6 separate regions of the Mus musculus genome follow, and regions 1, 3, 4, 5 and 6 are each linked to region 2. Evidence: chromatin contacts called from public promoter capture Hi-C data. All regions are on one chromosome and are shown on one strand. Each heading gives the region's core, a stretch centred on a gene start, on an enhancer-like site or on the middle of the called end of the contact. The rest is flanking DNA. Distances are from core to core; before and after follow the strand shown. Region 1 holds the start of Mrps6 (mitochondrial ribosomal protein S6). Region 2 holds the start of Cbr3 (carbonyl reductase 3). Region 3 has its middle 22 kb from the start of Gm36905. Region 4 overlaps Rcan1 (regulator of calcineurin 1). Region 5 holds the start of Rcan1 (regulator of calcineurin 1). Region 6 overlaps Runx1 (runt related transcription factor 1).

Region 1 (4,073 bases), core at 537-3,036, 1.6 Mb after region 2:
ATCTTTACTTGTTTACAACCTTCTCAAAGTCAGAACGAAAAACCGAGGGTTGTCATTTTATCTAGTTTCTTTGGGTCTGTAAGGATCTTCACACATCTTCCACACTATGTTTAAGCACCTCTCTTCCGTCTTCACTCTTCTCTAAGGTGCTTTGAACCTACCCTCAGGCCAAGATTTTGAGCAGGTTACACCCGACTTTTGAATCAGAGTGAACACATATTCACATCATGGTAAAATACATTTAGCCAGTGTACTGGGCAGCCATGCTAAGCAAGAGTCTCTCATTCAAAGGAGTGCAAAGGGTCACTGCTACCTCACACCTTGAGGGAATGAATCTTGGTGGTCACATTTTTTCAGTTTCTAACATTACCTAAAAAGTATAAAGGGAGGCTTAAGTAATTTCCATTTAATCAGAAACAGTCCCTTTTTAATACTTTCTCGACCCTGACCCCTCTGTTGTTCCTATTCTTTTAACTCTGTAAAACCCAATGAGGAAGGAAGGTAGATAAAGTATTACCCAGAGGTGAGACAATGTTCTCCCGGAGCCAGGGAGTCAGTAAGCTTGGGGGCACAAACTTCAGGACCATCAGGTGGCTCTGGTGTCCTTTCCAAGCCAACCCTGTACAAGGCACACCGAACAATCTCCTCCTGCTGCCTGACTGTTAGCTGTTCACCAGAGCCTAGCCCGTGACCCCTGGCTTAAGTTGATTCAAACTGAAGCCACTACTTGAAATTGACCCAAAGCCTACATGCCCAGGGCTAGAAGAAAGCTGCTTCCAAACGCTCAAAAAAAGGACAACGGTTGCTTTTGTTTTCTTTTAAACTGTACCTGCTAGGGAAGGAGAGTGCGTGAAAGCACACTACATTACCGAATTCTCTCAGAAGAATGGGGATTTCAGCGACGACTGACTGACTCAGAACATAGCTGCCTCCGCCGGCCGCCGACCCCAGTCCGTGACCCGGCTGCTGGTGGTTTATCATCCCTCCAAACCTGAAAGTCCCTACCTCCAGATCAATCAAAAGCTGGGGGAAGGCATGTCTTCGGAAACACAAGCAAGGCCACAACTTGGATGAATAAAACTGGGCTAAGGGCACCCGGAGCAGGATTTCCGCTGGAGTCAGAAAAAGAAAGGTCAAAAGATTTTTTTTTTCTTTTTGGTGTGATAGCGGTGACAAGTGCGTGGGTACACAGCCGGCACTGGCGGGCTTTGGAGGAAGGCTGTAACTGATCGCGGACGCTGAGGGCAGGCGATCGGGACCAGCGGCCGGCGGGGACGACGAGCAGCTTCTCGACGCGTGGGCGCAGAGCGGGGCTGGCCTGGGTTCTCGCGCGTGTGTCCTCCCGCAGTCCTTCCATCGGACTCCGGAGAGCCGGGGTCCGAGGCCCGCCCCGCCCCCTGCTCGGCACACCCCCTCCCGCGACCGCGCACACGCGCGGGCATACACACCCCCCGCCTCCCGCGCGCACGCGGCCGCGCCGAGCGCCTGACCCACGCGCCACCCCCCCACTTTGCGCCCGCGACCACCCGCGCACCGCGCGAGAGGACCCGGTGTCCAGCAGGCAGGACACGCGGGACTGGGAGGCCTAGAGGCGGCGGGGCGCGCCCGCGCGGGAACTCGGTCTGAGGGAAGGTCACTTACCCGCCGCATGGCTTTCAGAATCAAAGCCAACTCGTAGCGGGGCATCGCCCAGGTTGGCGGCGCCGAGTCCAGGAGAGCCGGGGTCGCGAGGGCGGGGACGCGGGGCGCAGAGGAAGACGAGAGAGGAACACGGCCGGTCAGCTCCCGGACGGCGAAAGCACCGTGCGACCCCGCGAGGCCGGGTTTAAAGGCTCCGGCAGCTGCGCAGACGGCTCGCCCCGCCCACCGAGAGCCCCGCCCACCCGGCACCGCCCCGCCCCTCTCCCGGAGGGCGCCTTGCACTTGCACCTCAACGGCTTCCTGCTTGCCCTCCCGGGCCGTGTCTGTGTCCCCCGAGCCTGCGGAGCGTGGACACGGTCTCGAGCAGCCCGTCGGAGGCCGTCTCCTCGCTCGGCACGCACCCGCTCCCCGCCGCCTCCGCGCCTACCAACCTTGGGCTCTGGAACCCGGTGGAACTTTCCAGGCCTCCCCGCCCACCCTCCCTTCCCGGGTGCTAGGCGAGCGAGTGCGCGTGCGCCGCGGTGCGGTGCGGTGCGATGCGGTCTGGCTGCTGTGTGCCCCTCGCCCGCGTCTCCAGGGAGGAAGGCGGGGTGCTAAGGAGTGACTGCTGCACCAAGCCGCAAAGAAACAAGCCTGGAACCGAAGGGCTATGTAGGCATTTGCTGTGTGTGCCTAGCCTGACCCAGAAGCAGGTTAATGCTTCGACTCTCGCCAGTTATTCTTTAAATATTATCCTTGCTTTTCTGGTAAAGGAAACTATGGATTCCCTGAAACACAGGAGTAAGGAGGGGCTTCGTAGAGGGTCCCAGGTCCAGCACTCCACAGCGCGCGCGCACACACACACACCCATACACGCACATATAGAGCTAACTCGGGACTCCCCTCCTTCTGCCCCTGCTCCTGTTTCTTAGCTCTGGAAGGCACTAATTCCGCTGCAATGGTTGTCTTCTGCTCCCACCTTACTCCAACTAAAAGGGTCTTTAAGTGAAATGTTCTTGTAACTTTAAAGTGCTCTAATAATAATTTACTAATAATTTACTGAGGGCTTACTGTCTGTAGCAGGCACGACACTGAGGCTGTTTGTTCTCACTTTAGCTCTGTGAAGCAAATCGTACTACTCGCCCTATTTTAGGTATTAGCAAACAGAAAAATGCAAGGATAATTTAATTAGTCCAAGGTCAAACACAAACGCGTGGAAAGAAAATTTTGTGTCCAGAATGTCTGAAGAATAGTTTCACTGCCTACACTTATGAACCTCACCCCGTCCCCCATCTTACAGGCCAAGATGTTGGTCTTACTCAGTGGCGTTGGACGTCTTTGTAAAGCACACATGGAGACTATCTTTGTCACCTCCTCCACAGACCAATCTCCACAGAAGATTATGGTTTTGAATACAACCTAGGATACCTGGTTTTTTTAACATTTTCATTAACATTTCAAGGTTTGTCCTGTGCCCTTCAACACAAACTACAAAACCACCTACTTAGCATCAGCCACACACCTGGTTGGTTGGATTGTTTTGTTTTGGTTGTTGTTGGGGGTCTTTTTAGTTTGTTTGTTTTGGTTGGTTGGTTGTTTTTTGTTTTTAAGCAGCATGCTACCAAAAAAAAAAAAAAAAAAAAAAAAAAAAAAAAAAAAAAAAAGACACAGAAGGAAGAAAGAATTTCTGGACATTGAGACGAGAATTCCAGATCTGTGTGACATCCCACTTAAACTGTCCTTCCTGTGGCCCAGTTTAGGAATGTGAAGATAAGAGTCTCACGTGGTTGAGCCAAGCCAAACACCAAGCAACACCCTGAGGTGACCAGCCTGGACTGCCTCCCGTTGGAAGCACCACAGCTTTTCCCTGATACCCAGGGACCAGTGAAGTCCTAGTTCTCTAGACAAATGGGGTGAGGAAATTAGCCTGACTGAACAATGCCTCAGGGCAGACAGCACCCCACAACCCTCCCAAGCTGTTGGCCACCCACAGACTCATCCCATTTCTTAACGTGGAAAAGAAATCAGCTATCCTAAGTCCCCCGCCCCTTTCAGAGTTTTAAATAAGTGGCTATGGCTTTGTTAATTTTATTGTTAAAATTAATGCTGATGCAAATTGAAATTTATCAAAAATAATTTTAAACTATTTATACTGTTGGGTAAGCATGTAGAATCATAAGCCATTTCTATAGTATTTAATTTATTGATCTTTAAAAAATATCTTTTAGGATCTTGGGAAAAAAGATCTAATACGGTAGATACGTAAGATTTTATTGGCCAGAGGTTTTGGCTAATTTTCAAGTAAAGCTTTCTGAGGAGTCATAGGAAGAGAGAGTAAAGGCAAAAGTTGAAATCCAAGGTGCTCTGGTCAGTTCATCCCCTTGCCATCTCATCTTCTACTACTGTATAAGGAGAGATTTGACCTTGAGCTTTTCACCATAATTCTCAAGATA
Region 2 (4,187 bases), core at 650-3,149:
ATTTCTAGTGGCAAAAAAGTTCGTCTTCAGTGTCACCTCAGCTTGAATGTCGAAGGGTGTTGGGTCATCCACTTTGAAAAGCACACAAAAAAAAAAAAAAAAAAAAAAAAGAAAGAAAGAAAGAAAGAAAAGAAAAGAAAAGAAAAGAAAAAAGAATTACATTTTCCTCTGAAACTCGTGTGGCCAAGTTGGATCTCATCACATAACAGCTAAAGGGAAAGTGTACTAACTTTAGGACAGTCTTGCTGAGTGTGGTGATACACACATCTGTAAAGTACACACACACACACCTTTAAACTAGAACTTGATCATTCTAAAGGTCTTAAGAGCATAAGGAAAGAACTTTCTGGTCCACACCTCAAGTTTCTCATCAGCCACGCTCATGTCGCGTCTCAAGAACACTCAGTTTTGATCTTCCTGTCTCAAGCTTGAATAGGGTTCCTGGAGGTTGGGAAAAGATGCTCTGGTGAGGCTGGTGTAAGACCTCAGCTTGTGTGGTGGGGCAGCTGCTGCTCAGATTTGCATACACATGGCCCACATTTAAGTATGAACCTCCAGGGCCATAATTCACCAAACCTTCCATCCGACAACGCTGAGAGTGGCTGAGGTGGTGAGCTCGCCCCTCCCCTTCCCCAAAGCCCACATGCCAGAGTTTGGAAGTGCGGGTACAAGGGTGTCTTGGCTCTCACGCAAGGCGCCTATGGGTGTCCAGGGCCAACTGGAGAGTTTTCGGCTGCACAATAGTCTCCCTCCCTCGTTAGTCTCCGGCTCTCTCAGCATTTTCAGTGAAGCTGGAATGTTTGTTTCAGTTCCAGCACATGGCAACTGGATAATTTTGCTAATTGGACATTTGTTAGAGTAAGCGATCTTGTTTTGTTTTTTTGGGTTTTTTTTCCCCTAAAGGAAGATGATTTCCAAACCGCACTTGCAAGTTTAATAACAAACCTAGTTCCCCGAGGAGGAGGGAAGCAGAGCTCGCTTCCTTTTTGCCAGAGCCTCTCAAAACGCTCCATTAAAGCGGGTAGGAAACCCACTATCGTGCCAGGGCGCTAATTGTGTCCGGGCGACCCATTTCCTGTCCTCAGCAGATATCTACTGGCATCTATGAATTCGCCCTTGTTTCACGCGAAGCGAAAGCTCCAACCCTATTTTTTTGGAAGACCCTTCTCTGAGAAAAGCCTTCGTGCGTGGGACAGAAAGCTGATGAGCTTGACAAGGCGTGGTCCCCTCCCAAGAGACCGGTTTTCTTCCAAACAGGCGCAGCTGAAAGTTCCAAGGAGGGCCTCCGGCGGAGCACAGGCCCGCACAGGCCGCCGGCCGGGTCGGGCATGGAGTGGGGTGCCTGGGCGGGCCCGCACCCGAGTCACCGCACGGGGGAACTCGCCACGCAGAGCGCGAGCCGGGTGCACCCAGGCGGGATGGCGCAGCCTCCGGATCCCAGAGGCTCACTGCCCAGCACCCTCGGAAAACCCCGGGACACCTCCTCCTGGAGCCCCACACCTACTTCTAAAGGCGATGCCCGCGTTGTTGACCAGCACGTTAAGTCCCCCGTACTCCTTGCGCAGAAAGTCGCGCAGCGCACGGATGCTCTGCGGGTCGTCGATGTCCAGCTGGTGGAAGCGTGGGCTCAGGCCCTCCGCCTGCAGCTGCTGCACCGCCGCGCGGCCCCGCGCCTCGTCCCGCGCCGTGAGCACCACGTCCCCGGAGAATTTCCGACACAGGTCACGCGTGATCGCAAAGCCGATGCCTTTGTTAGCCCCAGTTACCAGGGCCACGCGGCTGCAGGACGACATGTCAGAGGGACACACGGACCACCTGATGGCCGGGCCGGCTGGGCAGCGGGTCACGCGTGGTCAAAACCGTGGCGTAGGACTAGATTCTGGGACCCGGCGCTGCGACTGCTAGAGAGCAAGGCCTTGAGAAGCCTGTCCCTCCCCTCTGAGGAGGAGCCGTCTGTTCCCGAAGGGTCCGCCTCCTCCCGCTCGCCTGCCCGCCCGCCCGCCGGCCAGTGTAGAGATCCTGGTTCCGAGCTAAGCAGTGGTCAGGGACAAGCGCTGCTCCCAAAGGAAGGGGTCAGCAGGACTCGTGGCAGTCGGATTGAAACAACTATTTTGGGGAAACTTCAAAAGGAGGAAAACAAATGCTCCGTAATTTTCTTGGGCGAGAACCCGTCGTTCTCTGCAGAATGCAAATGTTTGCTTCTGCGGAACTCGCTCTGAGATTACTTAACACACCCCGCGGTTTGCTCAGGGACTTCAGGGAACAGTGCCTGGGAGTAGACTGAACAGGTGTGGGCGAGCCCTCGCGGCTGGAGGTCTCGGTGCGCCCCCACGTGGGAGAGAAGGCTCATGTTTATCGAACTGTTTTGAGTAGTACGGGAGTCCTCAGTGCCGGTCTTTGGTTTATTCCAAGTGTACTGGGTATGCAGATAGATCTGCATTGGTCTCAGTCTATGCGAGTCATCTCCCAAGGAGATGCTGAACCTACGAACAAAATTCCAGGCGTGTCTAAGTGTGGGCACGCAATCAGACCTCCTCCCTTCTTGGGTGGAATCGAGTCTGTGCTGATCCTACTTGGCTAGGGATTGTGAGGTTGAAGGACAATTAAGTCCTCACTCACAGTGATTCAGCGTTTCCCGAGCTGATCCGGCCAAACTGCCTTAGCCTCTTATTACGGACTCCACCTTCTGTTTCAAATGAGGTGAGGAAGGTGAGCTCTGTGGGGGCCTAGCCTGCCTGTGATGTTAACTTGAGAGGATCTAGGAGACAGACCTCTCTCTCAGCCTGTCTCTGAGGGAGTTTCTCAGTTAGGCTGACTGGGGTAGGAGGCCCACCCTAAGCTCAGTACCGTTCCAGGGACTGGGATGCTGGACTGAATGAAACGGAGAAAGTGAGCTGGGCCAAGGCTGTGGAGCTGGCTCCGTGGGTGAAGGTTATGAGGACTAGAGTTCAAATCCCCGCTCCACACAACGTGGGGCAGTGTGGCTGCTGTGTGACCCCAGAAGCAGGATTTCCGGAGGCGAGCTGATTAGCCAAGTCTGCAAGGTCTGGTTCAAGTGAGAGACCCTGCCTCAAAGAATCAGGAAGAGATGAATAGCAGAAGACATTTGTCAACCTCTGACCTCTGCATACACGGGAACCCCGCCCCCTTCCTCCCAACCCCCACACACAGTTTGACCATCTGTCTTATGCTCATGTGGTTAGGACCCCACAGTGTTGGACTCTCGAACTGTGAGCCAGGATAAACCCGCTCTTAAATCGCTTTTTCTTTGGTTATGTGATCAAGGCAGCAATGGGAGTAACATTTACAGAGTCCGGGACAACTTTTTCTGCTTTCTCTCCTAAAGACCAGTGGGGAGTTCAGAGTGTAGTTCGGTGATGGAGCACTTGCCTAGCATATCCTTGTGAATGAGAATTCCTGAGAAGAAGTTGTGCCTGGCTGTCTACAAGACTCCTGGAAGGAGTTCTGTGCCTGAAGAGACTGAAGGACAGGCTGCTGTGGGGAGACTGGGATTCTGCAGGTTCAGAGGTTAAGTATCTTGGACTAGGTTTAGCTTCTGGAACAACTTCTCCTTGTCAAATCTGAGCCAACATCTCGTGATAATAAATAAAAGCCTCTTAGATGCTACTGACGCGGTGGGACACTGGCTTCCAGCAATCCGAGAGCTAAGAATGTCCTGAGGTAGCATCTTGGGCCCACAGAACAGCTCCGTCTCACTGTACCTGCCTCTCTGCTGTGCCCATCCATGGATTTCAAAGATTCATGACATCCTCTGGGAAACTATAAAACCCTCGGGAAAGTGCTTCTGAGTTGGAACATAAATTGGGGATCCTAATTCTGTGTTTCCAGGCCGTGGTCACTCAAAATGCCCCCAGGATAAATTTCTTTAGGATCAGAGCTGAGAGCAGGTGGTGGTGGTGCATGCCTTTATTTCCAGCAATTGGAAGGCATGGGCAGGCAGATCTCTGACTTTAAGGTTGGCTTAGTCTACAAATTGAGTTCCAGGACAGCCAGGGAGGGTTACACAGAGAAACCTTGCCTGGAAAAACAAACAAGCAAAACCCCAAACCAACCAAACAAAAAGGGTGAGAGCTGTGGCTTTTATGTCAATGCCTGGGGGGAAATGGAGACCTGTGTTAAGTCCATACTCTGAGGCTGGTGAGATTGCTGTGTTGTGGACATCCAGC
Region 3 (4,197 bases), core at 603-3,102, 1.7 Mb after region 2:
GAGCAACCCTCCCTTCCTCCAGTTGCTGTGGTCAGATATTATGCTACAGGAATGAGGAAATGAATTAATACAGGACGGATGGGCCACCTAAACCCTCTCCATTCTTAACCTGTCCTGCCTCCTCCGCAGGCTCACCTTCATGAATCGCACCATCACCCATGCTGCTCCTTGACTCTGACTCTGCTCTTCCTCTCCTCACAGAGCCTTCTCTCTCCGTCGTTCTCCGCTGCCAATCACTATGGAGGACCGTCCACTCACCTGGACATGAACAGAACTTCCCCGTTTGTGAAGAAACCAGGTCTCACCTTCCCTTCCATAGCTGGTTATTTGAACGTCCTTTTGACCCTCAGGATAAAAATTTGCAGCGCCGGGCGTGGTGGCGCACGCCTTTGATCCAAGCACTCGGGAGGCAGAGGCAGGCAGATTTCTGTGTTCGAGGCCAGCCTGGTCTACAAAGTGAGTTCCAGGACAGCCAGGGCTACACAGAGAAACCCTGTCTCGAAAAACCAAAAACCAAAAACAAAAACAAAATCAGATTTGCCAACATAGCCTTCACGATGCATGCAGCTTACCTCCCTCCATCTCTCCACGTTCCACCCACGTGTTACCACCCACGCCAAAGCTGCCCACTCACAACTTGAGGGGGGCCGCGGGGAAGCGGGGGGGACGACGACGACGACGACGACACTTGGTCTGCCATTAAATATGCCCTGCTCCTTAGTAGTGCTTACTATATGTTTGTTGAGCAAACACATCAATTGGCAACTTAGGTCATTTGTCATATAAAACTGAATGGTACCTATAGTGATGGACTTCACGTTCTCCACCACTGTCCTGTTTGAGAAAGGCAAGATCCCTGAGGCCTTCAATCAGGTTTGTCACTGACAGACTTTCAACCCCGGTCCTCACATCTCCACAAGCAGTAAGCTTTCCAGAGAGCTCTCCTGCCTTCCTTCACCAATGTGTAAGCTACTGCTATTCTGGCTGAAGTGTGTGTGTTCAGTTTTCACTGCTCTACCCTGGGTCCCATGGATTCATCACCGCAGAAAGTGGTTACCAATTGCTAACGCTGACTCAAACACACACGCACACACACACACACACACACACACACACACACACACACACACGTGAGATATTTTAGAACCTCTGATGTAGCCGCTTCAGTTTGCTCATGTTCTAAAGCTATTTTTCAGGACATTTAATGCTCTCCTCCAAGTAGGCATTTAGCTGATCCACTCAGAGGACCACAGAGCTGAGATCAATTGAATGACTTTCTTCTCTGAGCTGTAGTTGCCTCCTCAATATGTTAATTTTACCCTGTGGGGTTCCTAAAAGAAGATGGCAGGAACTAGTTAGCAATAATTGAAATCTCCATCCACTGGTCGACCCACACTTGATAATTTGTCAGTCAGTTGAAACAAAAGGAGCCAAGTATGAGAAAACTGAGGAACAAACGCTGCCTTGTGTGGTGCGGGGCTGGGCCACGGGGTGTACCGATGACCCCACCAGAGTCTCCCTTGCTTCGAGCTTTGATGGCTTGAGCCCCCGCTGTGCTCACTCGGTGAGGTGACGATGCTGGGCTGGCGGCGGAACTTGGTAGTTTTCCACTTTGGGCTCTCAGGGCTCTTATCCTCTTTGGCTCTTTGTCACTGGGCGCCATAAAAAAAAAAAAACAAAAAAAAAAAAAACAAAAAAAAAAAAACCGCCCACTGCAGGGAACTAAACGCTGCTCCTGCCACCCACCAACCATCGGCATGTGAGGAGGATTTGCGAGTTCACATACTCGGTCCCTTTGTTTTCTCGAGTTTCTGTCTCCATAAGCACCTCCGAGCAAGCAAGCAAGCAAGCGGAACTGCTGCTCTGTGGCTTTTGTGTTGGTGGCTTCCTTCCGACCTCCACCCCGGGTCCTCAGGCAGCAGAGTTAACTATTTGGATGAAGAGCAGTTTGTGGAATGGATGCAAAGACAGCAAAAGTCAGCCTGGATGCTTTGCAAGGAGACAGGGCTTTGCGTCCCTCAGACTGAATAGAAGAGACAAGGGATAAACATTTTTGTCTTTCTAGGGGGAAGAAGCTTTCTCAGGGAGTTAGAAACTCCTGCAGCTCACCCTGCTCCTCATGATACCTGCATCCTGCATCCTGCTCCCATTTTACAGGGCCCCTAGAAACTTCCATTTCCCTCCATTCTTCCGATTCAAAGAACACAAATGCTTGGGCGCCTTTAGGAGGTGGGTTCTTTAACCACCACAGTTCCTTGCAATGCAGAAGAGAGAAAAGAAAATTCTCTGCAGTAGTTTTTCCTTTCTGTTTGAGAACTATGGAAAATTTTTACTTAGAAATAAAAGCTAGACAATTTTCTTAAGATGAAAGACAACAAGACACCCTTAGAAACAAACTTCAGAAGGGGAAAAATGGTACACTACTACACCTTTTTAGAAATGTCTCTGGGGGACAGTTGAGGCAGGGTCTCTTTACATAGCCCTGGCTACCCTGGAAGTCACTCTATAAAACAAGCTGGTCACAAACTCACAGCCAGCTGCCTACTTTTGTCTCCCAAGTACTGGGATTAAAGGTATGTGCCACCATAGCATCTAATATAATAAAAGCAAAGGGTTTTAGTTATATGTATATCCCTCTGTACTGGCTAGTTTTGTGTCAACTTGACACAGCTGGAGTTATCACAGAGAAAGGCGCTTCAGTTGAGGAAATGCCTCCATGAGATCCAGCTGTAAGGCATTTTCTCAATTAGTGATCAAGGGGGAAAGGCCCCTTGTGGGTGGGACCATCTCTGTGCTGGTAGTCTTGAGTTCTATAAGAGAGCAGGATGAGCAAGCCAGGGGAAGCAAGCCAGTAAAGAACATCCCTCCATGGCCTCTGCATCAGCTCCTGCTTCCTGACCTGCTTGAGTTCCAGTCCTGACTTCCTTTGGTGATGAACAGTAGTATGGAAGTGTAAGCCCAATAAACCCTTTCCTCCCCAGCTTGCTTTTTGGTCATGATGTTTGTTAGAAACCCTAAGACACCCCTAGAAAAGTATCCCCTTGGCCTCAGTGTCACAAGAAAAAAAAATTAGTCAAACAAATGTAAGCAAAGAATTCCAGGAACTAACTTGCTTCCTGGAGGCTAACCCAGAGGTCTGTGCTGAACCATCCTTCCCGGTGATCGTGGACCCAAGTGCAGAGAACTCTGTCTTTCCTCACTAGTGGGGAGCAAGGGTGTGGCCAGAACATGCCTTGGAGTTAGTGCTTGACTCAAATAGGAAGAGGAGGCCTTTCCTAGTTCCTTGTGACGCTTTCTGCTTCTCTCTTGTGAGTTTATCTGCCAAGTGAGACTATATGAAGCCAGCGCCCCAAGTCTGGGAAATCCAACCAACCATTGCTTGAAAGCTTTTTGGCTTTGTTTGTGAAGTTGCATCAGTGATGGAGCTGGAGAGGTGGCTCAGTCAGTAAAAAGCATGGAGTGCTCTTGCAGAGGGCCAGAGTTTGGTTCCCAGCACCCACACCGGGTGGCTCACAACTTCATGTAACTCTAGCTCCAAGGGATCTGATGCCCTCCTCTGGCACCTGCACTTTACACACACACACACACACACACACACACACACACTGAATCTTTTTAAAAAATCAACTTGAGCTGCATCTGATACTGAGGAGCTTGCTGTGCAAGCCTGAGAACTCGAGTTCAAATCCCCAGATCCCACAGAAGGCTGGCTGCAGTAACACAGACATTTGTAACCACTGTACTCACACAGGAGGGTGGGAGGAGAGACAGGAGAAGCCCTGGAAACTATCCTGGTTTATGTAGCACTGAGCATGAATGACACGCTCTGCTTCAAACAGGGTAGAAGGTGAGGACCACCACCTATGCTGTCCTCTCACCTGCACAGTGTGTCAGGCGCACACCCACATCCATACACACAGACCTAATTAATGCGCACACTCCAAAAACTGCATCGGTACTGAACAAGTACAAACTTTTTTCTTGTTATTCTTCTCTAAACAGTATAATATTATGACCACCCACATCGCTTTAGGTATTAAAAAACAATGTAAAGACAATTTAAAATACGTGGAGGGGTGTCTAGGTTACATGCAAATGACTTCATTTTATATGAAGGACTTGCACATTCTTGGCCTTTGGTATCCGTGCTGTGGGGAGTAGGGTGATGAAACCCATCTGCAAAAGACACTAAATACA
Region 4 (4,189 bases), core at 912-3,411, 1.3 Mb after region 2:
CTGGAGAGGCAGAGGCAGGCAGATCTCTGTAAGTTTAAGGCCAGTCGGGCTATATAACGAGACCCTTCCAAAATAGAAGCGAGGTCGGGGTATAGAAGCGATGTCTCAGTTCTCGTGAGCACCAGCTACTCTATGGTTATGCCTTCCACACACAAAGCTCAGCAAAGCCTGCTCTTGAATTCACACGGGTGGAAAAGCAGTGCAGGCTGACCCTCCGTGCTTGCTTCCCATCTGATTAGCTGCAACTCTTGCCTCGTGAGCACGGCTGGGAAAGGCCCCCTTACTGTTGCTGCAGAAGGATGAACGTTCAGTGCTTAAAGAGAAAGCAGTGAGTGTTACTCCCGAGTTTCCATCTCTGCAGAGGCATCTTCCTGGATTTTGCTTGGCCCAGAGGCTGCACGGAGCCTCTGTTACATTCCAGATGCCGCACATCGCTTACATTCTAAGAGCAAGCATCCTGAAGCGTGTACATGGCTTTTTACCTTTCCAAGTGAGTGAAGTAGATGAGCTTTTCAGAAAAGCAGCTGGCTTCTTAGATTCTGCATGAAATATCAGCTTTTCAGATAGGAATGAGAAAAGCAAAGATGTATTTTTTTCCTATCCATTTGAAATCTAACCCTAGTCTCAAATCTTTTATCTACAGAACGTACTGTCGTTGCACTGGTTGACTGAGTTGGGTTCATCACCTAGTGGACTTAGCCTTTGTAGACCCCTGTCACCTCATCCCTGAACACCTATGCATCTCTTTAGAGTCTCACGTGTGCACATTCATGTGTACCTACATGCCTGTGGCAGTCAGAAGCCAGCCTTGGATACTCTTCTGTAGCCCCTTTTCCAAGGCAGGGATTTTTACCGCCCTGTTGCCCAGTGGGATAGGCCAGCCGGCCAGTGAGCACTAGCATCCATCTCTCCCCACCACCCAAGTGCTGAGATTACAAATGTGCATCACCACGCCCAGCTTGGTGTTTGTTGTTTGTTTGTTTTGTTTTTCTCTTCTCATCATGTGTTCTTGGGATTGAACTCTGATCCTCATGATTGCTAAGTGAGAACTGTACCAACCAACCGAGCTGTTTCCCAGTCCTTCCATATTCCCTTGTCACCCAGCCTTCAGTCCTGTCTTCCAAGCTGCAGTGCTAACCCCTGTATGTGGACAAAAATTGTGCCGTAGGCATTTGGAGCCCCTAGTAAACTATTGGGTCCTGTACTGCACCCTTGGTAATGGCTGAGTGTTTTCTGACTGATTTGGCTGGGAGCTACTGGAAGGAGTTACTATGCATGCATCCCCCCTACAGATCTCCACAGAGACTGTGACTGGGGCTCTGTGCCCTTCAGGGAATGCTTGCGAAGGAGTTGCAGTGTTCTAGGGTACATAGCTTGGTCTCCCCTTAACATTAGTGGAAGAAACCAATCATCATGTAGTGAGTGCTAAGAATCTCGGGTTCCTTTACACGGTGTGTGATGGAGCAAGCATGATCCCAGCATGCTGTGCTCCTTAGTTCTTATTGACAATTTGTCACAAGCTAGCGTCACCTGGGAAGAGGGAACCTCAACCGAAGCATTGTGTCAATCAGATTGGTCTGCGGGGCACCTCTGTGAAAGGCTGACTTGATTAATGATCAAAGTGGGAGTGCTCAGCCCACTGTGGGCGGCACCATCCCTATGGATGTGGGCCTTGGCTTCATAAGCAATCTAGCAGAGCAGGAGCCTACAAGCAAGACAGTAAGCAATGGCCTCCATGTTCTCCACTTCCATTTCTGCTTGAGAGCCTGCCTTGACTTCTCTCAGTGAAAGATTGTGACCTGAAATAAACCTTTCCTCCACAAGTTGCTTCTGGTCATGCCATTTATCACAGCAACAGAAAAGCAAGCTAGAACGTGCACCAGGTCTTTAACAAGTGATGGTCGGATGGAGACATTGATCATTTTCTTCCTTAGAGACTTGAAAGCATGACTGATGTAGGTCCTGGACTTTGGGCCCTGGGAGTTTTCCTCTGCAGCTGACTTCTTGCCTGGAATTTTCCCTTTAGCAATACATTCCTTTGGAGTTGAGACTTTGATCTCCAGAATTTGCTGATTAAATACAAATTCTCTTGGAAGGCCTTGTACATTAAACAGCTGTTATCATTAGTGCTGTAATGGGGAAAGTTTGTTGGGTAACATTCCAGACTTGTTAGAAGGGTGATTCCAAGGAAGGAGCCAGGCAGAGAGAGACAGAGGCAGAGACAGAGACAGAGACAGAGGCAGAGACAGAGACAGAGACAGAGATGATCCCAGTGCCTTAGAGAAGTGGAAACAGAGATGAGCAGGGAGAGATTCAAGAGCAGAGCCCACACAGTGGCCCCTCCAGCCCAGCGGGTGTTAGACCCTCACTGCTGGCCTCACACTGGTGTCTGCGGAATGTTCTGTGCTCTGAGGTCTGCCCACACTTACGCAGAGCCTGGTCCAGCCACCTACGGCACATCACCCGAGAGAATCAAGTGACCGTTCCCTGGCCCCGATTGTACTGCAGACACCTCAGCCAATACAGTTCATTAACTAAAGATGGTTCACAGAACAGGTTTTTGTTGTTGTTGCTGGTGTTGGTGGTTTGGTTTGGTTTGGTCTTTCTGTGTGTCTTTTTTGTCTTTAGTAAAATAAATAGTTCTAGTAAAATTTTGGTTTAAAAACGGGATTTTTAAAAAATCAGTAGCGAGCAGGGCATAGTGGCGCACGCCTTTAATCCCAGTACTTGGGAAGCAGAGGCAGGCGGATTTCTGAGTTCAAGGCCAGCCTGGTCTACAAAGTGAGTTCCAGGACAGCCAGGGCTACACAGAGAAACCTTGTCTCGAAAACAAACAAACAACCCCCCCCAAAAAAACAAAAACAAACAAACAAAAAATCAGTAGTTAAGCAGTCGTAGCACACGGCTTTAATCCCAGCACTTGGGAGTCAGAGGCCGGCAGGTCTCTGAGTTCAAAACCTGTCTGGTCTACAGAGAGAGTTCCAGGACAGCCAGAGCTACACAGAGAGACCCTGTCTTGAAAAAGAAAGACAGAAAGACAGAAAGAAAGGGAGAGAGGGAGGGAGGGAGGGAGGGAGGGAGGACAGAACAGAAGGAAGACTAGGGGAGAAGGAAGGGAAGGGAAGGGAATCGAAGGGAAGCCAAGAGAAGCGAAGGGAAGAGAAGCGAAGGGAAGGGAATCAATGACTGACAATACAGAATAAAACCACCAGGCATGGACTGGGCTAACAGCTCAGTCTGTAATGAACTTGTCTTGCAAGCATGAGGACCTGAGTTCAATCCCCAGAAGCCACACACAGCAAGCTGGGTATGGTGATGTATGCTGTGAGCCTAGGACTGGGTGGGGCAGAGCCCAGTGGATCCCTGGGACTCTGGCTAGCCAGCCAAACCTACTTACTGAATTTCAGGCCAATGAGAGTCCTTGTTTCATGACTACAAGGTGGTTAGGACCTGAGGCACTAACTACAGCTGGTATTATGTCTGTGGTCTATGCACACATACATGTGCACCCATGTGAACACACACAAGACCAAAATTATGGGGAATTTTAGCTAATAAACATAGTATAAAATTAATGGCCATAATACTGAATCAGTCTTCTAACCTTGAACTTTATGTAGCATATCTGTTAACCTTGATTACTAAAGTATAGCATCCAGTAAGGGAAGGGAAGAAACAAAAGCTTTGTTGTTATTCAAAACTTAGTTAATATGCACTGTGGAAATTTTGTAAATCTAATAAGCCAAGAAAGAAAACAGCCGTCTTCCTTATTATTTGTTTACTGTATTCTTTTCTTTACCAAACTGTCACAACTATTAATAATTATCACTAACAATGATTTGACAGTAAACCTTAGCATCGTTTAATATTAAACATTTTCACTCCTTCTTAAGTAGCTTTATTCTCTATTGAATGGATTTAGCATCTTTACTTTTTCTTTCCCTAAATGCATTTTAACATCTTCTCATTTTTATTGTCTGGTCATTAGTTAGATGTTCGTTTGCCCAAAGGGGCAAGTGTTCGTCTTCACCCACTGCCATGAGTTTTGTTCCTAGGAGGGAGCTGTTGGGTCAGCGTGAGGGTTTTAATGGGCACTAATGAGAGCTCAGACTCGCTTTATCCACCTCCCTTCAAGACACTTACTTAGGGAGACGAGCTAATGGCTCGTGGGTGCCAGCGGCTTTCTTGT
Region 5 (4,654 bases), core at 740-3,239, 1.2 Mb after region 2:
TCCAGTTCTCTGCATGAAGAACAGCAGCGTGAACACGGATGCCGGGAAATGTCATCGGCAGGTCTGTGTGGTGTGGCTGGATGATTTTATTTTTCTTTAGATTATACCTAGAAGAAGAACCTCTGGGTCACATGGTGACTGTAGATTTCCTTTCCCAGGAGACAGGCCTGAGACAGGTCTATTTCTCCCCATCCTCACACCCTCAGGGCTTTGCGAATTATTTCTTCTCTTCCATTCACAAGGGCATCACAAGGACCCCAGGGCCTTACACATGCCATACTTTGAATAAATCTCAGCTCTAGTTGGGTATGATAATAGATCCACTTCCTGACTAGACAGCTTGCCTACTTTAGGAGAAAACACAGACCCAACTCAACACCCCCCTAAAACTTAACTGCACTAGCAGAGGAACACTTACTGGGCGCGTACTGAATCCTTGCCCATATGGGGGATCTGCCTCGCTCTGCAGGCAATTAACAGAAAGGTGAAACCCACACGGGAGTTCTCACTCTGATGAGCTGTCCAGGCACAATGCTCACCTGAGGTCTTGTTTCCCTGTAATGAACCGCCCCCCACCAAACCAAGGCCCAATGTCTTCCCTCATCTCCTACTTCGATGGTTCTCAATCTTCCTAATGCTGCGACCCTTTAATACAGCCCCTCATATTGTGGTGACCCCCCCAACCAGAAAATTATTTTGTTGTTCTGCATCATAACTACAGTTTTGCTACTGTTCAATTGTTGTCTAAATGTCTGATATGTGGGAGATCTATACGCAAAACCCGTGACGGTTCTTGGACCTCCAAGGGGGTCAAGAGCCACAGGTTGAGACCCATTGCCCTCCTGCTACAAGGATTTGAATGAGAAATGTCTCCTGGGAAGTCTGCCATTTGAACACTGGTCCCCAGTTGGTAGTACTGTGTGGGGAGGTCTAGGGAGTTTGGCTTTCCTGGAGGAAGTGAGCCACCGGGGGCAGGCTTTGGTAGTAGAAACAGTTCACCTATCTAGTTTGTTTCTAGTTCCATGTCCCTGCTTCATGGTTGTGGCTGAGATTTGATCTCTCAGCATCTTGCCTCCGGCTGCCATACCTATTACTTAGCCACCACAATGGACACTTATCCCTCTGGGACGCTATATGGAACACTAAGAAACTCTTTTATAAATTGTTTGGTCGTGGTATTTTATCACAGTAACAGGAAAGTAATTGATACACATAGCTTTTTTTCTTTTTCTTGAGATACTAAAGCAGAAAGGGAAGTTTTTAGAGGAAAGAGAGGCAGCCAGCAGAATTGGAGAAAAGGCACGAGGGAGGGCGATGGGAGACAAAATACAGTGTTATCTGTGTATACACAAAATACACGATATATGTATGAAAATAATTATTGAAACCCACTCATTTTGTGCTAAAAAATGCTTCTAATTATCCAAAAATTGGACAGTAACATAATGACTAACACGTTGAACTATAAACATAAGGCCATATCACGATGTTACTCAAGTCTTATTTGTGATTCCGCGACAATATGCACTAAGTATCTAAGCACTGCTAACGTCTACGGAACAGAGCCTCTAACTAGATTTAGTTTAAGTCCTTAAAATTGGCTGCGTGTTTCCAAACGTCGCCGCGTGGGAACCGCAGAAGCTCTGCCTCCGGGTTACCGTTCCACAGGCTAACACCCGGCTTGTGTCCTTCAACAGGCACCGCCAGCTGTCAGAAAAGCAGAACTGGCCAGAGGCCTCTGCCCCTAACAAATATGGCCGCCCCAAGGCTTCAGGCTTAGGGCGGCAGAGTGGGTGTCACGTGACAAAAATCCCGTCGTATTATTGGTCTGCTCTATAGGAAGGGCGGGACTTGATGGCCCGAGTGGGCCGACCTTAAAGGGAACGTTCTTGGGCTCCGCGAGAGCTACGATTCGAGGCCGGCGAGCGCAGGCTGGCCGCCCCTCCCGCGCGGGGCGGAGGCGGACAGGGCGGGCACTGGAAGGCGGCGTCCCGGCGCCGCGGTGACCCCCAGAGGGTGAAGCGGGAGCCGGCGGCCGCGGCGCCGAGTGGAGCGGAGCTAAGGGAGCGCGCGCCGGGCATGGAGGACGGCGTGGCCGGGCCGCGGCTCGGAGAGGTGGCGGAGGCGGTCGAGGCACGGGCGCCCCGTAGGGTGACTCTGCGGCCCTTCGCGCCCTTCTCTGCGGCTGCCGAGGGGGACGGGGGCGGCGGCGGCGACTGGAGCTTCATCGACTGCGAGATGGAGGAGGTGGATCTGCAGGACCTGCCGAGCGCCACCATCGCCTGCCACCTGGACCCGCGCGTGTTCGTGGACGGCCTGTGCCGGGTGAGGACCGGGCCTCCGTCGGGGCGGAGGGCGGACACTTGTTGCGGGGCGCGGCCGGGGCGGGGACGGGCCGAAGCCCTGCTCCAGGGGTCTCAGACACTGGAGACGAGCTTTCTTTTGCACAGCCTACATAGTCCAGGTCGTGTTCTACGGGATCATTGAAGATCAGAAATCAATTCCTCCTCCCAAGTACCATGATTGGTTACTCAGACCTGCCCCATCTCCTTCCCAGGGTGTCAAATTTGTGTGGATTTGGGCGAGGAAGGAACAATTCCTAATGTACTCAGTGACCCTGATGGTGGCATGTCGCTCCTTTAAGGGTGAACTAAATATCCTAAAGGCTTAGGAAAGACTTTCCCCCCAACCGCATTCAACCAAAACTGGCCAATCAACCGCAAGATAATGAGCAGCCAGGATCCTCACCCAAACACTGGCTTTTCTTCCAATAGTGCAGATTGAGAACGCAGAGCGTAGTCTATTTATGAACGGTGAGTCACGTCTGTTTTCTCCGTCCTCCCAATGAATGAGCTGCACCCTTCCTTTGACAGTAAATGCAGGGCAGGGGCTAAACCCCAACGGACCATGAACAGTTCCCTTGGCCACTTCAGGTGATAATTCATCGAGCACTTGCCCTAAAGGCAAAAATGCAATTTGATTCTCTGCTGTATCTTCCGATCCCAGAACAGCCTCACAACAGAATCTTAATAAATGTGGAAATGAGTGACTGGCCAAGTGGGCAGAGCCTTAGACAATGCTGTTCCAGGATACTAGGCACCCAGACAAATGCAGTCTCACTCTGAACTGATCTTGCTTCAGACAGAAAAAGAGAGCCTGAGATCCCTAAAAGAGGTTTGAAGTGCTGGCGAGAGCTCAACCGGCAGAGAGCGATGAGAAAAGCCCCGAGCTGTGACAATTGTTGCTCTCTCTACACAGGATGTCCTGAAGCGTGTGCATAGCCATTGTAAATCCTCTCTGAAAGTAAATGGCCGTATAAATTATAAATAACCAAGACACAGTGGTGTCTCTCTTGGCAGCGACCTTCAGCTCCACTTCATTGACATGTGGACTCAGTGCCAAGGGCTGAAAGCTTTGCTGACATGTTTGATTGAGGGAAACAGAAAAGGTAAATATCAGCGGTAGCAGAAGGCGACGACGGTGCTCTAGGGAGAAGGAGGAGGGCTCAGGGAGTAGAGGTCTGAGAAGGAAGGCGTTGGCTGCTGTGCGTCCAATGAGCAAAGATGACAACACTCTTGGAATGATAAGGTGGTGATTGCTAAGGACTGATGCTGGTTTCCAGGCGTGGTTTCAGACTCAGGAGGAAGTGGAGAGTTTGCCAGGCTTGTCACTTTCATAGAGCTTGGATTCTGGAAGGTGTGGAGACAGACAGACCTCAGGGAAGAAGCACATGACAGGGGTGCTCTTGAGCACAGCCCCACCACTGACATCTCTCTGATGCTAAAATCCACATGTGGTGAAGTTTCCTATGTAAAACAGTAGGTGCTTGCAAATAGCATATGCATGATATAGCATATGCATAATACAACATATGCATAATACAGCATATGCATAATACAGTATATACATAATATAGTATATGCATAATACAGCGTATGCATAATGTAGTATATGCATAATACAGCATATGCATAATATAGCATATGCATATCCTCCCGTGTGCTTTAAGTCATCTCTAGGCCACTTACGCTACCTGGTAGGTTGTAAATGTATATAAATAGTTGTTATACTGTTATTGTTGTTGTTTTTAAATGGCAAGAAGGAATGGTATGTACCTGTTCTTGCAAGTGCAGTTTTTCTTTATGAAAAAAGAAAAATTATTCTAGATTGTCCGAACCTGTACATGTGCAACCTGAGGTACTGAGGGCCGGCAGAAGAGAGACGTGCAGCATGGAATGTAAAGAGAATCAGGTAGTCGCGACAGGTGGCAGACCTAGTGACAGCCAGGTCCTTACAGGGCTGCACACTGGCGGCTCAGGATGGAACTGGCTAACTGGGCTGGCCTCAGGAGTTCCACAGGAGGTATCCAGACCAGTAGCCATGAACAGCAGCTAGAAGCTGGAGCTAGGAGAGGAACCCCTGTGAGGAGCTGCCTGGCAAGTGCGTAGATCTGAAGATGTGAAGTTGGGGTGCTAAAGGTCACAGGAAAGAGCCTGGCCTTCCCTGATCCAGGGGAGCCCAAGCCAGATCCATTGGCAGGATCAGCCTTCCAGGGTCTGGAGGAGGGCTCTGGGGACAGTGTGGGTGCAGAAAGTTACTCTGAGCAGTCAGTTCAAGGGGCCTACGGTGGCCCTGCACAGGCTCCTTAGGGAGA
Region 6 (4,288 bases), core at 697-3,196, 1.1 Mb after region 2:
TACCGTCTCCCTCAGAACTTCATGTCCTTTAAGGTTTTGTGTGTGTGTGTGTGTGTGTGTGTGTGTGTGTGTGTGTGTTTATTAGTCGAGTGCAGGGATGTGTGTGTGTGTGTATGTTTATTAGTTGAGTGCAGGGAGTGCCACCCATATACACATAGGACTAGGGACATTCACTACCACAATCTATCCGCAGCCACTGTCACACAAAGTAAAGTAAGTATCAGGTCTAATTCACGGCTATATGATCCGGACTTCAACAATACAAGCTAGAAGGAAAGGTATTTATTTAATAGTACAGGAAAGAGAGGGGGGAAGAGAGAGAGAGAGAGAGAGAGAGAGAGAGAGAGAGAGTTCGCCAGGACCCAAAAGTGACCCTCTGCTGCCCAGTAGGGAAGACCAGAGAATGACAAACAACTGGCATAGAGTGAGCCTCAACTTGGCAAAACTCCCTCTAGAAACCAAGCCCCGAGCACAGGCCTCAAAAGCCTGTAATGTGTTCTCATAAACCTGGGCCAGAGAGGGTAGGTAGGGTCCCTGAAAGGAAGAGGCTGTCAGGCCCACAGCTTGTCAGCCGAACTTGACCCCTCTGTGGCTGATGTGCCTTCTAATCCCACCAGTGACAGCTTCGAGTTCTGGGCTTTCAGCCTCCCCCAGCCCGACCTGCCTAGCTGCTCAGCACACACACATGCGTTCTCAGCAGACGGGCCCTGTCTGTCTCTGTCCCTTGCAGACAGACAGACTCCACACCTTGTCTGAAAGGAGCTGCCACGTGAAGGTTTATCTTTCCTCCTCATTTCTCTTCTTCCTTTATTTTACCCTCTTCCTTTTCTTTTGGTTAATTAATGTCTAGCTGCCAACCTGGGCGACAGACAGCGCATACTAATCTGAGTCACGCAGGAGAGCCTTTTAAGGCGGTCATTATCTGCTCAGGTTGTTTAATCCTTTGGGGGCAGTGGGAGGGGCCTGGGGTGGGACCTCTTTCATCCACATCAAGCTTTAGAGCCAAGACTCTGCGCTCTGTCAAGGTAGAGACTTAGCACCATAGAGGGAGAGACACTGCCAGTGAAAGTGGCTGAACCTTCTAATCCTCACACTTCCTACTTTTAAAGTCTCCCCATGAATGGGAGAGGGGGCAGTTGTCACCTGAATTGAGTGGGTGGGGGCGGCGTGCACCGGACTAGCCAAAAGAATAGAGGAGCCGTAGTTGGGTGATGTATAAATTCTGTGTGACTGCTGATGTGTAAGGAAAGAGGTTAGACAGGATTTAAAAATGAAAACACGGGGAGCTGGTGAGGTAGCTCAGTGGTTAGGAACCTTTGTTGCTCTTCCCAGGCCCCCCACATTAGCCCGCTCACAGCTGCCCATAACTCCAACTCGAGGGCATCTCTCTCCTTCCTCCAGTGTCTGCAAGCACACACACACACACACACACACACACACACACACACACACACACACATGCGCGCGAGCACCTAACTAAAAATAAAATAGCTGTAAATGAGAACACGTATTCGAATAGAGCACTTGAATTTGAACATATCTAAAAGGCCCATGTCTTTTTTATTACAGAGCGTATACAAAGCGAGACAGGGAGGGATGGAAGGAGAAGGGGAGGAGGGAGAGAGAACCTGACCTCTCGTAGAAAGACGCCACACTATCTCAGATCTTCCACATACTCTGCCCCCAGCAGCTGAGACTGTAACATTACTCCTGCGCTTATGCCCATGACAAATCACGGACTCACTCGGGATTCCGGTAACGTGGTACCATTACCACATTACCATGTAAGAACTGGGACAGACTGGCAGAGCATGTTCAGACACGGCTCTGAAACGTGGTGACCTCTCCTTCATTTTTTTCCAGTGGATTCACCTTTTTTGTCTCAGGACAAATGAAGCAAGAGGGATAATGGGCAGAGTCACTTGTTTGTGTCCAGTGTATTGCATCAGATGACAACAGGCCGATTGTGTGTGTGCCTAATGCTCTCCCTCCTGCCTCGGCTTCTCCCTAGACTGTATAAATCTAACTGGAAAAAAAAAATGGAGTAGAGCTTCCTGTTAACTCTCAAGCATGTCATGGCTCTCTGTAAGCAAAACAAGTGACACAGAGTTTGCTCATAGAGGTCCCCGGTGAGGGCGCAGAGATGAACCCTGAGGAATGAGGTGTGGCCTGCTGGCTGGAGGAGAGGCTAGAGGGCAGCCTACCAGGGCAGCCTACCAGAGCCACTGTTGGTTTACAGCCTTTGCCTGCCCACATGTCTGACTTGCTTTGAAAAGATTAACAGGAGTGTTTGTTTGAAAGTCAGACTCCTGGTTTCCTCATTAGTAGAGGGATTTGCTGCAGACTTGGGCTGTGCTTATAAACTCTAATTACCTCTCTGATGAGGAGTCTATTTCTCTCACATTCAGCCCAAATGTACACAAGAGTTCCTTTTGTAAAATCGTGTTAGAGCAATAAAAGATTATTGAGAGGGGGTGGAGGGGGAGAGGGAGAAACAAGAACACAAGCCCGAGCTCTCCGTGCTGAAATAATAGGCTTGGAACAGAAAGAAGTTGATCACAGCCCATGCCTTCCAAAAAAAAAAAAAGATTAATCCACCCGGGTAGCTTTCCTTTCAAAGGAAGCTTTTCGATCCCCTCAAGTTTCTCTCTAGCAGGCTCAACTCTGTACCTGAATTTGAGAATTTAACATTTTGAACACTTAGTTCGTGCCTCTGCCCTGTGTTGTTGCTGCTGCTGAGCCGTGCTGGTGCGAACAGTATAGTCGCAGCCTGCCCTCCTCTGACTGACAGACACAAGCTACCCGAAACACCGTCCTAACTCACTGTGGCAGCTGGTGGGCGGATGTGCATCCCTTCCTAACCATTCTCAGTTATTTCGCAATGTCTGGAGATTCTTTTGGATGTCAAAGTAGCGGGCAGGGGGTCGGCAGGGAGGCCACTAGAGGCATCTTGTGGGTAAAGAAGGAAGATGCCACCAAACAGTTATCAGTCTCCAAACACCCGCTAGACATAATACAGCCCAAAGATGCCAGCAGTGGCACTTTTGGCAAGGGAACCCTCCTGTCCCTCCTGTCCCCTGGTCTGCCTCAAAGGCAGCATGCACACGTGCCAAGTGCAGAGGGAGCCGGTGAAGCAAGGGCAGTCTGTAGAACTGTAAATTCAAAATGAATCTTGTAAAGAAAGTCTGTCATTTCTGGACAAAACAAGTTTTGCTATCCATTTGTGTTAGAAGCTAGTGAGTGACACAGCAGCTGGAGCCATGACTCAGTGGTTTAGAGCATGCACTGCTCTGGGGGATGTTGGCACCCACTTCTAGCCTCTGGGGGCACTGCACACACACAGGCTCATAACCACACAAGCATAATCACAAGTAAAATTACCTTTAAGAAGAAAACAGTGACTCAGGTCTTAGATAAAGACGAGACATGAAGTCAAATGTCTAAGGTTACTATAGATGGGAACAAGTCAGAAGGCAGAGACAGAGGCAAGTGATGTGTCAATCACCGACATTCACGTCGTCCCTACCACAACACGCACTGCACCTAATAATAGGAAATTAGCCAACTTTCAAGGGATCAGAGTCTACAAAAATGACAGTTTTCTATTATCCAACCTGACTACTAAGTGCAATGACATAATATTGTTATTATAACATACTTAACATATAATATTCTACTATCAACATATCAGTGGATGCATGACCTCAGTTATTTTAATGTTATGCCATTGTATATTGTTATATTAATATTGTTATGCCAATGTACTGATTATATTAGCAATATACCAGTCAGTATTGATGCTTTCATTAGAGGATAGGCTTTTTTTTCTCCCCCAGTAAAGGACCAAAGAGAAGTTGTTAAGCTTTGGACACTCTGTTGTCCTGGTCACTCAACAGCAATAGGAGCTACTTAGCGCCCATGAAAGTGCACACAGGTGCCAACTTGTGCTATAGGTTGAAGCTATGTCGCAACAGAGTAGAAATACAATTTTTGTGTGTTTTTATTTTTAGTCTTACAACCATTTGAAAAGGTAAAATTCATTCTTAATTCCTAGAACACATAAAACTTCTCCCCAGCCAGACTTAGCCAATGAGCTACAGTTTGCCAACCTGGGATCTAACATTTATGTGTATTGGAAACTTTACACTACAGTGTGTGTGACAGGTACCTATATGGTACATATGCTACGGCGTGTCAGGATACATACCATATGCCGCCCACCACTCCCTGCAATGCATCTGCCATTGCTCTGTGTCACACTGTTTGACATCTGTCATGTCAAACATGC

What was found. Promoter capture Hi-C pulls out the DNA fragments that hold promoters and counts their contacts.
Region 1: a contact with region 2 is called in a promoter capture Hi-C map of hippocampal neurons, with 10 times the contacts expected there. The contact joins the promoter of Mrps6 here to the promoter of Cbr3 in region 2. A contact is called at or near these places in 5 of 39 promoter capture datasets (the C10 cell line, hippocampal neurons, liver and 2 more) and 1 of 115 datasets of contacts at active chromatin or transcription factors (astrocytes).
Region 3: a promoter capture Hi-C map of liver shows a contact between it and region 2, with 4 times the contacts expected there. The contact joins the enhancer-like site here to the promoter of Cbr3 in region 2. A contact is called at or near these places in 3 of 39 promoter capture datasets (hippocampal neurons and liver) and 1 of 115 datasets of contacts at active chromatin or transcription factors (astrocytes).
Region 4: a promoter capture Hi-C map of liver shows a contact between it and region 2, with 5 times the contacts expected there. The contact joins the enhancer-like site here to the promoter of Cbr3 in region 2. A contact is called at or near these places in 4 of 39 promoter capture datasets (the 3T3-L1 cell line, cranial neural crest, hippocampal neurons and 1 more), 2 of 115 datasets of contacts at active chromatin or transcription factors (astrocytes and embryonic stem cells) and 2 of 9 other capture datasets (embryonic tail and macrophages).
Region 5: a promoter capture Hi-C map of embryonic stem cells shows a contact between it and region 2, with 5 times the contacts expected there. The contact joins the promoter of Rcan1 here to the promoter of Cbr3 in region 2. A contact is called at or near these places in 8 of 39 promoter capture datasets (the 3T3-L1 cell line, the C10 cell line, embryonic stem cells and 2 more), 3 of 115 datasets of contacts at active chromatin or transcription factors (embryonic stem cells and large pre-B cells) and 1 of 9 other capture datasets (adipose tissue).
Region 6: a contact with region 2 is called in a promoter capture Hi-C map of liver, with 5 times the contacts expected there. The contact joins the enhancer-like site here to the promoter of Cbr3 in region 2. A contact is called at or near these places in 4 of 39 promoter capture datasets (embryonic stem cells, hippocampal neurons, liver and 1 more) and 4 of 115 datasets of contacts at active chromatin or transcription factors (embryonic forebrain, embryonic hindbrain and embryonic stem cells).

Annotation. Positions count from the first base shown.
Region 1 is chr16:92,056,049-92,060,121 of GRCm38.p6, reverse strand. It overlaps Mrps6 (mitochondrial ribosomal protein S6), which reads right to left and starts at 1,786. Exons shown (of 3, transcript NM_080456.1): 1 at 1,642-1,786. The coding sequence starts at 1,686. It overlaps Slc5a3 (solute carrier family 5 (inositol transporters), member 3), which reads right to left and starts at 1,800. Exons shown (of 2, transcript NM_017391.3): 1 at 1,642-1,800.
Region 2 is chr16:93,680,931-93,685,117 of GRCm38.p6, reverse strand. It overlaps Cbr3 (carbonyl reductase 3), which reads right to left and starts at 1,899. Exons shown (of 3, transcript NM_173047.3): 1 at 1,505-1,899; 2 at 1-71. The coding sequence starts at 1,793.
Region 3 is chr16:92,017,001-92,021,197 of GRCm38.p6, reverse strand. No RefSeq gene overlaps it. Among named protein-coding and RNA genes, the nearest start is that of Gm36905, 22 kb to the right of the region's middle. Within about 2 kb of position 1,852, at least 169 of the 459 cell types and tissues checked have an H3K27ac peak or open chromatin away from gene starts, as enhancers often do. A contact at or near this core is called in astrocytes and liver, where this site is marked.
Region 4 is chr16:92,405,938-92,410,126 of GRCm38.p6, reverse strand. All of the region lies in intron 1 of Rcan1 (regulator of calcineurin 1), which reads left to right. Among named protein-coding and RNA genes, the nearest start is that of Gm29805, 25 kb to the right of the region's middle. Within about 2 kb of position 2,161, at least 11 of the 459 cell types and tissues checked have an H3K27ac peak or open chromatin away from gene starts, as enhancers often do. A contact at or near this core is called in liver, where this site is marked.
Region 5 is chr16:92,463,504-92,468,157 of GRCm38.p6, reverse strand. It overlaps Rcan1 (regulator of calcineurin 1), which reads left to right and starts at 1,989. Exons shown (of 4, transcript NM_001081549.2): 1 at 1,989-2,325. The coding sequence starts at 2,080. It overlaps Gm46555 (a long non-coding RNA gene), which reads right to left. Exons shown (of 4, transcript XR_003951847.1): 4 at 2,324-4,654.
Region 6 is chr16:92,607,344-92,611,631 of GRCm38.p6, reverse strand. All of the region lies in intron 7 of Runx1 (runt related transcription factor 1), which reads left to right. Among named protein-coding and RNA genes, the nearest start is that of Gm30224, 13 kb to the right of the region's middle. Within about 2 kb of position 1,946, at least 135 of the 459 cell types and tissues checked have an H3K27ac peak or open chromatin away from gene starts, as enhancers often do. A contact at or near this core is called in liver, where this site is marked.